2 separate regions of the Zea mays genome follow, and region 2 is linked to region 1. A link is a contact called in public Hi-C data. All regions are on one chromosome and are shown on one strand. Each heading gives the region's core, a stretch centred on a gene start, on an enhancer-like site or on the middle of the called end of the contact. The rest is flanking DNA. Distances are from core to core; before and after follow the strand shown.

What was found. Hi-C and Micro-C count contacts between places; a contact is called where the count stands out from the background.
Region 2: a contact with region 1 is called in a Hi-C map of tassel, with 1.7 times the contacts expected there. The contact joins the enhancer-like site here to the promoter of LOC100502511 in region 1. A contact is called at or near these places in 8 of 25 Hi-C or Micro-C datasets (ear, leaf and tassel) and 1 of 3 datasets of contacts at active chromatin or transcription factors (leaf).

Annotation. Positions count from the first base shown.
Region 1 is chr5:204,582,948-204,588,680 of Zm-B73-REFERENCE-NAM-5.0, forward strand. It overlaps LOC100502511 (B3 domain-containing transcription factor NGA2), which reads right to left and starts at 3,252. Exons shown (of 1, transcript NM_001196989.1): 1 at 1,358-3,252. The coding sequence starts at 2,697. The coding sequence ends at 1,429.
Region 2 is chr5:204,630,775-204,636,507 of Zm-B73-REFERENCE-NAM-5.0, forward strand. No RefSeq gene overlaps it. Among protein-coding and RNA genes, the nearest start is that of LOC100279146, 33 kb to the right of the region's middle. Within about 2 kb of position 2,172, at least 9 of the 20 cell types and tissues checked have an H3K27ac peak or open chromatin away from gene starts, as enhancers often do. A contact at or near this core is called in ear and tassel, where this site is marked.

The DNA.
Region 1 (5,733 bases), core at 2,002-4,501:
TCCATTGCAAAAAGAATTGCACCCATGCCCTACAGTTTGCTAGGTAGTTAGGAAAATCCAGCCAAAGCCGGCCGGCTGAGCAGATGACGATGAGAGGCCGCCGGCCGGTACGTACGTGGCTTCTTTCCTCCCACACCACGCCCCAGCGCAGTACTCGCATCGCAGGCCGGTGCAGTAAAAAGGGAGAAGGCCGGACGAGCAGGCGAGCTCAGCTAGCAGTAGCATCGATCGAAGCAACACTACACATCGCACAAGAAGGGGGGCTAGAGCTGGCAACACATGCAGGCTGCAGAGGCAGCCATCAGGTTTGTACACCTACGCACTATTCCTACTCCTACCGCAACAGTGCATAGCTAGCTAGGTTCGTACGCCGATCGTCCTCCCCACTCTCAGCCCATGACTTACTGGCAGGCGTACCTTGGTGTTATGATCAGTGGCGCCATTGTTGGCAATGCCCACTAGCTTTTTACAGATCACTGGCAAATTTATCTCTCTCTCTCTCTCTCTCTAACTTGGATCCCCCGCTGCCTCAGCTCGAACGAACTGTGCATATGTATGTATATGCAGGGCGAAGTCGAGGCCCAGACAATCCAAACTATACGTAAGTTGGACCACAGATGATGTTCCCTTTCGCATCAAGAAAAAAAAAGAGTCCTTGTTTATTCTTGCTGCGCTAGCCTTCTATGCTGTACACATGTATCATACGCGCAGAGAAGAAGAACACAAGGACAGTAGTAGTACAATAAAGAGGTGTCCAGGCCTCTCCATAGATATGAGATGATGAGAAGATAGAAGTACCGATAGAATGTGCGAGGGATTTTAAGATCGCACCTGCAATTTGTTGCTTCAGGAGGCGTGTCTCTGCTGTGAATGCGCGATCAATGTGTCCTCCGTTAAGTTCGTCCGTGCTTCTGCAGTACAATTTGTTCTAGAAGACATACAAGATCATGGCAAAGATGGATGCTACTTCCTCAACTGCACTGCATATGATTCTTGTGATGGAAATCTTCAAATCTAGATACACGTTTTTAGCAGATAATAGACAGATTTGCAGATGCATGTTATCATATGTATGTAGGGATTCGAATTTCCGATCGAATGGGGGCAAGTACGTAGTACAGATGTGGACGGGTGTAACAGCGCGAGGAAATTCATAACATGATGAGTGCTGAACGAAGAACATGAACACGGATTTGGGGAAAACACTGATCGATCCTAGTGTTTATATGTGTATCTTCTCAAACCAACTCATCAAAAAAGCGAAGAGCAGCCAAAAACAAGGAAATCAAAACATCAAGTCCTAGCTTCTATAATCAAAGGTTATAATGTATTAATAAGAAAAAAAAGAGAAGAAGGTAAAATATGAGAAGAACCGAAACAAGCAGAAAGAAAGAATCGTTGAACTTTCCTTTGATTTTTGCCTTTAGGTCACAGATCGAGATCCAAAGCTGAACGCGCCTCCCTCTTGGAGGAAGACGACGACGACGGAGACGACGCCGCGGAGGACTCCCCGCCATGGCGAGGCAATTCTAGTAGCCTTAGAGTTGGAGTCCTTTGCTGCCACCCGGGCATCTGCAATGACAATGCATCGCCCTGATGGCTAGCCTCGCCGCCGCCATCTGGGTTGTTGTCCAGGTTGACGCCGAACAGCCGCACGCGCTTCGCGGCGGTCGTCGGGCTCTCGATGACCGGCACCGAGTCAAGAAGGACCGGCCGTGACGCGGCGGTGACGCCGGCGGCGCTCGGTTGCACCGTGTAGTGATGCAGCGGCAGCGAGAACGGGCGCGGCTGGGGCGGCGGCGCGTGATGAGGAGGCATCCTGGCCGAGCCGAAAAACAGGAGCTGCCTCCCCACGGTCGGCGCGGGGTAGGTCGTCGTCATGCTGCGGAAGTCGAGGCCCTGTCTGAGGCGGTGCTCGTAGAGCGTGGCGGGCGGCGAGGGCGGCATGAAGAATCCGCCGCCGCCGCCGCCGCCGCCGCCGAAGCCCCACGGGCTGTAGTGGTGGGGCCCGCCGTAGTGCGACGACGGCAGCGGCATCGGCAGCGCGAGGCCGGAGAAACGAAGCGGGCCGCGGGTGTCGACCCGGCGCTTCCAGTCGATGAAGAGGCGGTGGCGCGCGTCCTCGGCGGCGGCGCGGGAGAAGGAGACGGTGTCCCCGGCGACGAGGCGCTTCTCCTTGACGAAGCGGCTCCAGCCCTTGGTCATGACGTAGCTCTGGCTGCTGTTCCAGTAGGAGTAGCGGAAGCGCCAGTGCTTGCCGGCGCTGTCCTCGAAGCTGAGGAGGAGGCCCTTCTCGTTGGCCGCCGCGTCCAGCGGGAAGTACTTCTCCGCGTACTGCTTCGGGATCACCAGCCGGTTGAGCTTCCCCACGTCGCTCGGCGTGACCACCTTGTCGAACATGTGCTCCTTCTCCACCGCCTCCGCCTCCGCGTCCGCGTCCGCTGGGCCGCCGCTCCCCGACGCTCCGGCGGCATCCCCCGACGCGGAGGCGGAGCGGAAGGGGGCGCTGCTGCTTCCCGATGCACACGCGGATGCGCTGGTGGAGGCGGACGCGGACGCGGAAGCAGCCGCCGAAGATGACGAGGCCGCAGCCGGCGGCATGAAGGAGATCTCGCGCATGGAATTGGACGCATCCTCCTGCTCCTCGTCCGCCTCCTCCTCTCTAGAGAACCTCCCGCTCGCGGCGAACTGGTCCATATAGGCACTACCTACCTACCTACCACTTGCTTCCTCTGGTATTTCTTGCTCGCTCGCTCTCGCTCCTCCCTTGGTCCCGCGCGCCACCTGCTTCTTCCCTCCCTCCTCCACTGGGCACTGGCTGCGCTACCTATCTGACTAGCTAGCTAGGTTCTGCTGCGATGACAGCCGCTGGAGATAGCTGGGAGCTGGCCCAGAGAAGAGAGGCATGCACTGTTGCCCAGCGCAAACGCCACCGCCGCCACTATAGGTCAGTAGAGCGGGATCGGATCTACCTATGTATGCGTGTAGTATGCAGGCTCGGCGTTGCTGTTGCTTGCTACTACTCTGGAGTGTGAGGCCTGCTGCCTGAAGGGCGAGGGGGAAGAACGAAGGACGGGAAGAAGAATTAGGCCGCCCGCAGGCGTCCACATTGACGGCTAGGCGCACAGCGCGGCGGACGACGTCTTTGGGTTTGGGATGTGGCCAGATGGATGGGGATGGGGAATTGGGGATGGGGACGGAGACGGAGACGCGGATTAGACGGTGGTGCTCGTTAGTTGCTGGGTGCCTGCCTTGCTTCCTGGGTGGTTGTGATGAGCGAGGTTAATTTGTGGCTGTGGGCTGTGGCTGAGGCGCTAAGCTTGTGCCCTCATGCACTGCACCAGCGCGGCGGGTGTGCTGTGCTGTGCTGTGGCATGGCATGTGGGTGTGTGTTCCTTTGGCACGGGCACAGGGGCAGGGGAGAGGGCGACTGCGCAAGAAGATTCCTGGAAGGCGACGAGTGCCTAGTAGACTGTGGGACTGGGAGTGGAAGTAGTAGCTGCTGCAGTGCCGCCTTTGCCGTATTTTTTGCCCGCAAGCTTCCCCCATTCGGCCAATTCCCTCCCTTCCATCACTGTGTCGCAGTGGCTGCTGCTACAGGCACAGTTCAGGCTTCCAGCTCAAACGAGGAGCTCGTCCCCTCCTGGATGTTTCTTTTCTTCTTCAAACTTCAAAGTGTGTTTTCACTGGATAGAAAACGTCTCCGTCCGCTCGTAGAAAAGCAAACGTGCGTACAGTACTGTAGAGGGAGACGGAGCAGGAAAGTGGGGTGTACTGTAGTAGTAGATAGCTTTATAAAGGGACGGAGGCCAGGGGGGGGCCCATGACTTCCGTTGGGGTTGGGCTCATGTGAGCGATCGTCCTTGTCACCATGCATATATACGGGTATCAAATATCGCACGCCACGCCTGCCTACGGCTTTGGCTGCCGGAGGGGATATATACCCGCTGCTGCTCTAGGGCGTAGACCTAGCTCCTAGGCTGGCCCCCAATAGATACCGTCTCCATCCAAGGGATTTCAAGAGCCCACTTGCAGTTGCAGGGTCCGAGTCCGATGTGAAATGGAAGTGTGGATTCGGACGGCTTCGAGCACAAAAGTTTTACTTGCGTGCTAAATTCTTCGTGCCTTGTTCGTATATAACCAGTTTACACGTGTTGAAGTATATTAGAATAAAAATTAAGTTATTTTTTTACTTCCACACATACATATTAACATAGCAAAAATTAGGTTATTTTTTTACTTCAACACATACATATTAACAAGATCTCAAACAACAATCTATATACTACTCTATTTGAAACTTAATGTGAGCACCTGTGCTAGCACGACTTCACCTTTTCCCACGTCTAGCACCCACAAAAAATAGTGTAAAGCTAGCGCTCGAACCACTCGAATCTACACCCCTCTATTTAAGAAATTTGGGGCTAACCACTAGACTATATATATCTTAGTATTTAGAAATAAATAATAATTATATTTGTAGCCTAGACGCTTCTTCCCCACGCTCCCCCCGACTCGTGGCAATGCACTGCATGCATGTAAGACCTTGGCAAATCTCTCATGAGTTGCTGGTGTCTGTAAGTGATATATTTATATAATTCGAATTCGTCATTTATTGTGTACAATTATTCTCACTATAATATTTCGTACTATATGCAGAATGTATAAGACATAAAACAGACACGTCCTTTAATTAATATTGGATCCATTGTCCACATGTTGTACATGAAGGAAATAGTTTGTGATTTTAAAAAGAAACCAGAAAAATAACATTTAGCTAGGTTCTTAAATAAACAAACAACATGACATGACAACTATAATCTTCTCTTACAACTTTTAATTAATTAGTTATATAATATCGTATACACATTTTACTTTTGTTTACTCTATATTGAGTGCAATTAATGAGGTACGACTTCTGTTTATATAAACATGAAGCTTTTATTTGATACTAACTATGGATGATCCATCATTACACAAGCAGCGTAGTTGACTTCGACCCCACATTAATGAAAGACAGAGTAGCAAAACATGATAGAAAATTTGATGTAGTAATTTCGGTCATCACACTATGCCTAGCTAGACCTTCATTTTCGACCCCATTAATGAAAGACAAAGAGTACCAAAACATGATAGAAACATGACTAGTCTGGTATGGGTACTCAAACGTGTGCTCGAATGTGTTACGCCATGCTTCTAGTTCAAGTAAATCCGGTTTTCGACGATTTTACATGGGCCGACTAAGTTGGAGGACCCGTTTTACTAGTTTTTTTAGTTCGATGATCCAATTGACACAATATATCAAGTTTGAGGACCGCTACTGCATTTTATTCTTTTAGAATGGAACACTGAGGAGAGCGCAGTTAGTTGCCAAAACTTCCGAGGGATGTATATAACGATGATGGGCGGCCATCAATTTTACTGACTTATTTGTACTCCGTACTCGTTGATAAACATACGGCTGGCCAGTTGTTTGTTCCTCGTATTAGACTAGTATAATTAAGTTCGTTCACTTTCAGGTAGATATATATAATTCCAGTTTGTGAATTGGAGTTAGATACTGCTAAACTGGGCTACTTTGTGCCACGTTGCAAATAAATTGCTGATGTATAGCACGTACTGGGACATCATTATTGCCCACATTCTCATATCCTGTTTAAGCTGACTGAAGGCCAGCAAATTGGAGCTAGCTAGCTAGCATCAAGGCCCGTCTTGCATTGGTCCCTGCAGGTG
Region 2 (5,733 bases), core at 922-3,421, 47 kb after region 1:
GCCGAGTGTCCCCTGGCACTCGATAAACCTCTTTGTCGAGTGCCCGAGAAAAAGTACTCGGCAAAGAAGGCTTTGCCGATGCATTGTGTGCCGAGCCTTCTTTGCCGAGTGTTTTTAAGGCTTTGCCGAGTGCTTCAGGCACTCGGCAAAGGAGGCGATTCCGGTAGTGCATCTTCCGCACATCACTTCTTAGACGGATTTGGTGTATCCTGCCATATCCACAATGTTGCTATCGCGTACCATTACTGCACTCGACCATGTACTACGCCAGACTGGACCCGTGCTTGGCTCATGGTTGTACGATTTTCATGGGTGGCCATTCCACAAATCGATCCTTAAAAATAGGATTAGGTGATAAACACAACCATGGAAACTACTAGTAACCTCAGACATAGTTTCTGAACTACCGATAATCCTAAACATAGCTCTCCTCGAATTACCATTAACCCTGAACATAATCTACATCTTCATGTTACATAAACCCAAAGCCAACATTTTCATGTTACATAAAGATTACTTGACTAGATGGAGCAAATTATTCAAACTAAACTTTATATGAAATTAAGCAATTCTACTCATAACAGAAAGAAATAACAATTATTAGAAGGAATTTTATGGAAATTCTAATATAACATATAATTATGTACACGTTCATTGACACAACCGTGCAATTTTGCAACAAAAACACTTATCAAATAGGATCAACATGATCAAGGACACTTGCCTCTTTTTAAAGAACAATTATTTAGAAACTCCATCGTTTGTCTTATGCGTAATAAGCAGCTAAAAAATCAATATAGGTACAACTAAGAATAGTATATTGGTTAAAATAAATAATTTGTAAGCACACATTAAGAGGCGAGGCTCACTTATATGATCATGTTGGTGGCACAAAAACAAGGAACAAGCTACAATGATGTTTCTCGACGAAGGAACATTTCTTGGCTTCTGTAAAAGATCATGAAAACACGAATAAGAACGAAATTAGATTATTTCAGAATGAAACTTGATATATACAATGAAGGCTAGAATCTCACCAAAGAAGAGTTGTATCACATGAGAAGAGAATAAGATCTAGAAGAGAGCCACAAACAAAGCAGATATCTCAACACAAGCACCTTTGTCCAAGAGGACCAGAGATATGCAAATTTTATTGTTGATAGTACATATTCACTATCAAGGGATGTAGAAGCGACCCATTGGCCCGCTACGTATAAGCCACCGCAACTCCTTAATATGATGGGCAATCTGACCCGAAATAGTTTATCATTAGACATGAAACCACCCTTACTTCCTTCAGTACTAGCCAAATCATTCATCATGGCCGCAAGATACATAGCTCAAACCTGGTATTTCTTCCTTCTCCGGGGTTGATCAACACCTCAAGAGCTAGCTAGTTGATCACTAGCTTTCAATTAGTATTGTTGGTGATGCTGATTAGAGTAGTATATTAAATTAAAGATCAGGTATTTTTAAGTGTTATAAAAGTTGTGTAAGTTTTATCTTTTATCACACTCACATGACACGTACATAAGGATGAACATGGAGAATCCTAGAATTAGTCGTGTTGAGATTAATACAGTAAGCCAATGTGTGATATACTGATATAACCTGCATATATAGATGTTGTCCTCCAGCCGGCCAGTTTCTAATAAACATCAAGCAGCACAAATGCCAAACAAATGGAAAACATCCACGTACAGACCTCATGCACTACGTATCCATGTACGTACACCCAGTGCAATGCGATGCAACTTTCGCTGCTGCTAAAAAGCTTCTCTCCATGGTACTTCTGCTGATCGTGGAGAAAGCAATCGAGAAGACCGGCGTGCAAGCACGCACTCTTAGACGGGACAAACCGGACGGCTTTGTGCAGACGCGCGCACATACATGCACGCGCTGTACATGTACTACTCCAGTATCATTTGAACTTTTTTGCATGGGAGGATCTATCTCTCAAGTTTTTTTTCTCGTCTTTTTCAGCAGGGAACACATGACTTTAAAGGCCAAAATGATGGGCGGCCGCAGCCGCGGCCGGGCTCCTTTGCAAGTACGTAGAGGCCCATGTAGCTACAGCTCGCTCGTTTGCTTCACGCCCCAGCCCCAAGGGAGAAAGAGGTGTCAGCTGCACTGCATGCGATGCGATAGTGAGCAGGTGCATGGCATGGCACTGCTGCTCACACATTCATGCCGTCACACAGACCCATGCATGCATGCACTCTGAAGCAGCTAGCATAGGTAGCTTTGGGCCAAATTCAGCGGCGATGCATGCATGGCAGCAGGAGTACGTACTACTGATTCCAATCCAGCACCACCTGGGCACACCATCAATATAATTGGAAGCACGCCAGCCACACAACAGTACGATTACTTGACATTTATCATGCATATATATATATATACTATTTGGCGATATGCATGGTGGCGCTACGTAGTACGTAGTAGTACTGTGCGTGATCAGTACGCGTAGATGCGTGCATGCATGCATGCATGCTGTTCGCACTTATTTGGCGCCATGGACAGCACTGGCAGTTATTTAATTATGATGAGCAGGCCGGTGCAGGACTGCTGGATCGATGCTTGGCATCTTCAGAGGCTTCTAATTCCACACCTGACACACATGCATCATGATGTTTAAGCTTTTCCTCCCAAAACTGTTGGACGGTGTACACGCAGACAAAAAGCCTCACGATGCTTCTATATATTCTACGCATATTATTATGTGATATAGTAACCTACCTCTTCAGGGTTGTGTGTGCATTGGTAGCTGCTAGTGTGCCTCCAATTAGCTTCATACTAAATTCGAACTTCTCCAATTTTGTTCGAATCCTTATTACTTCTATCTAAGGCCCTGAATTGATACCTGCAATTTCAAAAAAAAACGTACATTATTTCGTGGATAGTGTAATGAACTAATTCGAAACTGCAAATTTGGAGCGAAATTTGGAAAATTAGGAAGTACATTTTAGGTACGTAAATGGAAGGACGTATATGGGCATCGTCGGGCATGGGCGAGACTGGTGGGGTGGGAGAGGCAAAATCTGATGGCGGCCAAAGAGAAGGGGTAGCAGCCTTTTGCTATCATATAGAACATGCATACAAAACAAAAGGCACTTTCTTTTCTCAGAGCGACAGGCAGGCTCTTTCCTCGACCGATCCCCTCATCGTCTCCGACCGATCCCCCCCTCCCTCCTTGCACATCGCATGCATGCTTGCATGGTGGCGCTACACTTTCTGATCTGTCGACCCCGGCCCCGCGCCGGTCCATGCATCCACCCTTTGCATTGCTTGGAAGTTGGAACGGCGTACTGATCGATCTGTAGCAAGCATGCTGTGAGGAAAGGAAACGACGTGCAACGTGTCTCTTAAAGCCCGTCTCTATGATGTCAATTTCGTAAAAGAAAAAAACACCCCAGCGACGCTAGGGGATGGGGTTTGGTTGGCGCCGTCTCGCGAGGCGATGATGGAGATGTCCCTTTGTCCGAGGCAGAGACTCCTCCAGCAGCGTTGTACAGGTCGGCAGCGTCGCCAAAGTTCCAAACCGAGGGAGCGGATCCGATGCGCATGCGAGGGTTCCAATTTTGGCGCGCGTTGAGAGAAATCTTGCGTCCAATCATAGCCCGCCGGTTTCATCGCCTTCGCTCACTCCGATATCGTCTCCCTCCATCATCCTTTCAACGCCTGCGGCCTGCGCCGTGATGTCTTCTCCCATCGTCATGTTGAGATGTCGGGCTCCTCTCTTCTAAGGAGGAGCAACGAAGTCCACACACATCCAGAAAGAGCAAGGGCGCCTCCTCTCTTCGCTTCACGCCGCCTGTGGATTCGTCTCCTCCTTGCACAGTGGCCGCAGTCCGGCCATATGGAGCCCTCTCGCTGCTCATCATTTTCGTAGACGCGCCCGTCGGAGGGCTCATGGGCCTCTGCCTCAGTGGACTACTTGTGTCATCTACTGAGTTCTGAGGGCAGTAGCCATCATCGAACTGCCAGCAAAAGCCGGTCATTTTGTTTTCGTCTGCAAGTTACATGAACATAAGTGCACGTATAGATGGATTGGATGATATGTACGTCCTAAGATAGTTCTATAAAAACTGCTCGTTCTCAATTCCGAAAAATAAGTACTCCTTGCTCTGAATCAAATATATATACTACCTGTTCTAAATTTTCAAATATACGTATAGACTGCTCGTATGTTCTGGACTATATACAAGTTTTGATATCACTACCGGACACAGCTTCTTTGTCGAGTGTCGTCCTTTGCCGAGTGTCTGCGATCTGGCACTCGGCAAAGATTTTTTTAAAATATTAAAATATTCTTTGTCGAGAGTGTCCTTTGCCGAGTGCCAGCTGGATGACACTCGGCAAAGAATCTTTTATAATCCTTTGTCGAGTGTCTCCCTGCTGGCACTCGGCAAAGCATGCTTTTTTGCCGAGTGTCATTTGTGGACACTCGGCAAATTATTTTTTATTTTCCCTACCAAATTTTTTGTGGTATGTTCCTACACTATATAGACCTACATGTACCATTTTGGGACAATTAGAAAATTGTTTTCTATAGCTAGTAGATTTAGTTTTTTTATTTGAATTTCTTCGAAAAACTCACATTTGAACTGCAGGTCACTCGAAACTTGGAAAACTGTGCATGCAAAAATAATATCCATTCTACTTAGCACAAGTTACGACCGATTTCAGGATCGGACCGGAAACTTCGAGCACCATGCTAACTCAACATGGCCGTGAACTTGCCACACAGCTGTTTAAAAAATTTATAAAACACAAACAAACTTAGAAAATCATGAAACTTGTCCACATGTCATGATATCATATGTAGAGTCCGTGATAAAAAATTTAGAATGTTTGGAGAAAGTTGTGAGACATTATGTGTAGAAACCTAAGAGAACCACACATGAAATCATAGAGTTTCAATGTGGATCTCTTAGGTTTGTACACATAGTGCGTTACAGCTTTCTCGAAACTTTTTCAATTTTTTATCACAGTCTCTACATATGATATCATGACACATGGACAGGTTTCATGATTTTCTGACTTTGTTTCTGTTTTATACAATTTTTAAACACCTGGATGACAAGTTCACGGTCATGTTGAGTGAGCATGGTGCTCGAAGTTTTCGGTCCGCTCCTGAAATCGGTCATAACTTGTGCTAAGTAGCATGGATATCATTTTTGCATGTACGGTTTTTCAAGTTTCGAGTGACCTGCAGTTCAAATCTGAATTTTCCAAAGAAATTCAAATAAACAAACTAAATGTACTAGCTATAGAAAACACTGTTATAATTGTCCCAAAATGGTACATGTAGGTCTACATAGTGTAGGAACATACCACAAAAAGTTTGGTGACCAAAATAAAAAAATAAAAATATGCTTTGTCGAGTGTCTACATAGGACACTCGGCAAAGACTCTCTTTGCCGAGTGCCAGATACTTGACACTCGGCAAAGACTGACGGCCGTCAGTTGTAGACGGCGCTAACGACCCTTTGCCGAGAGCCATATTTGCCGAGTGCTTAACGCTCGGCAAAACAGTATTTGCCGAGTGCTTGGCTGTGTCGAGTGCCCTACACTCGGTAAACAAGCTCTTTACCGAGCGCAGGACTCTGCCGAGTGCAGCTCTCGGCAAAGTCGACTTTGCCGAGTGCCCGATAAAAAGCACTCGGTAAAGCCACCGACACTCGGCAAAGAAGCTGTGTCTGGTAGTGTATGTTGACTGCTTAAAAGTTC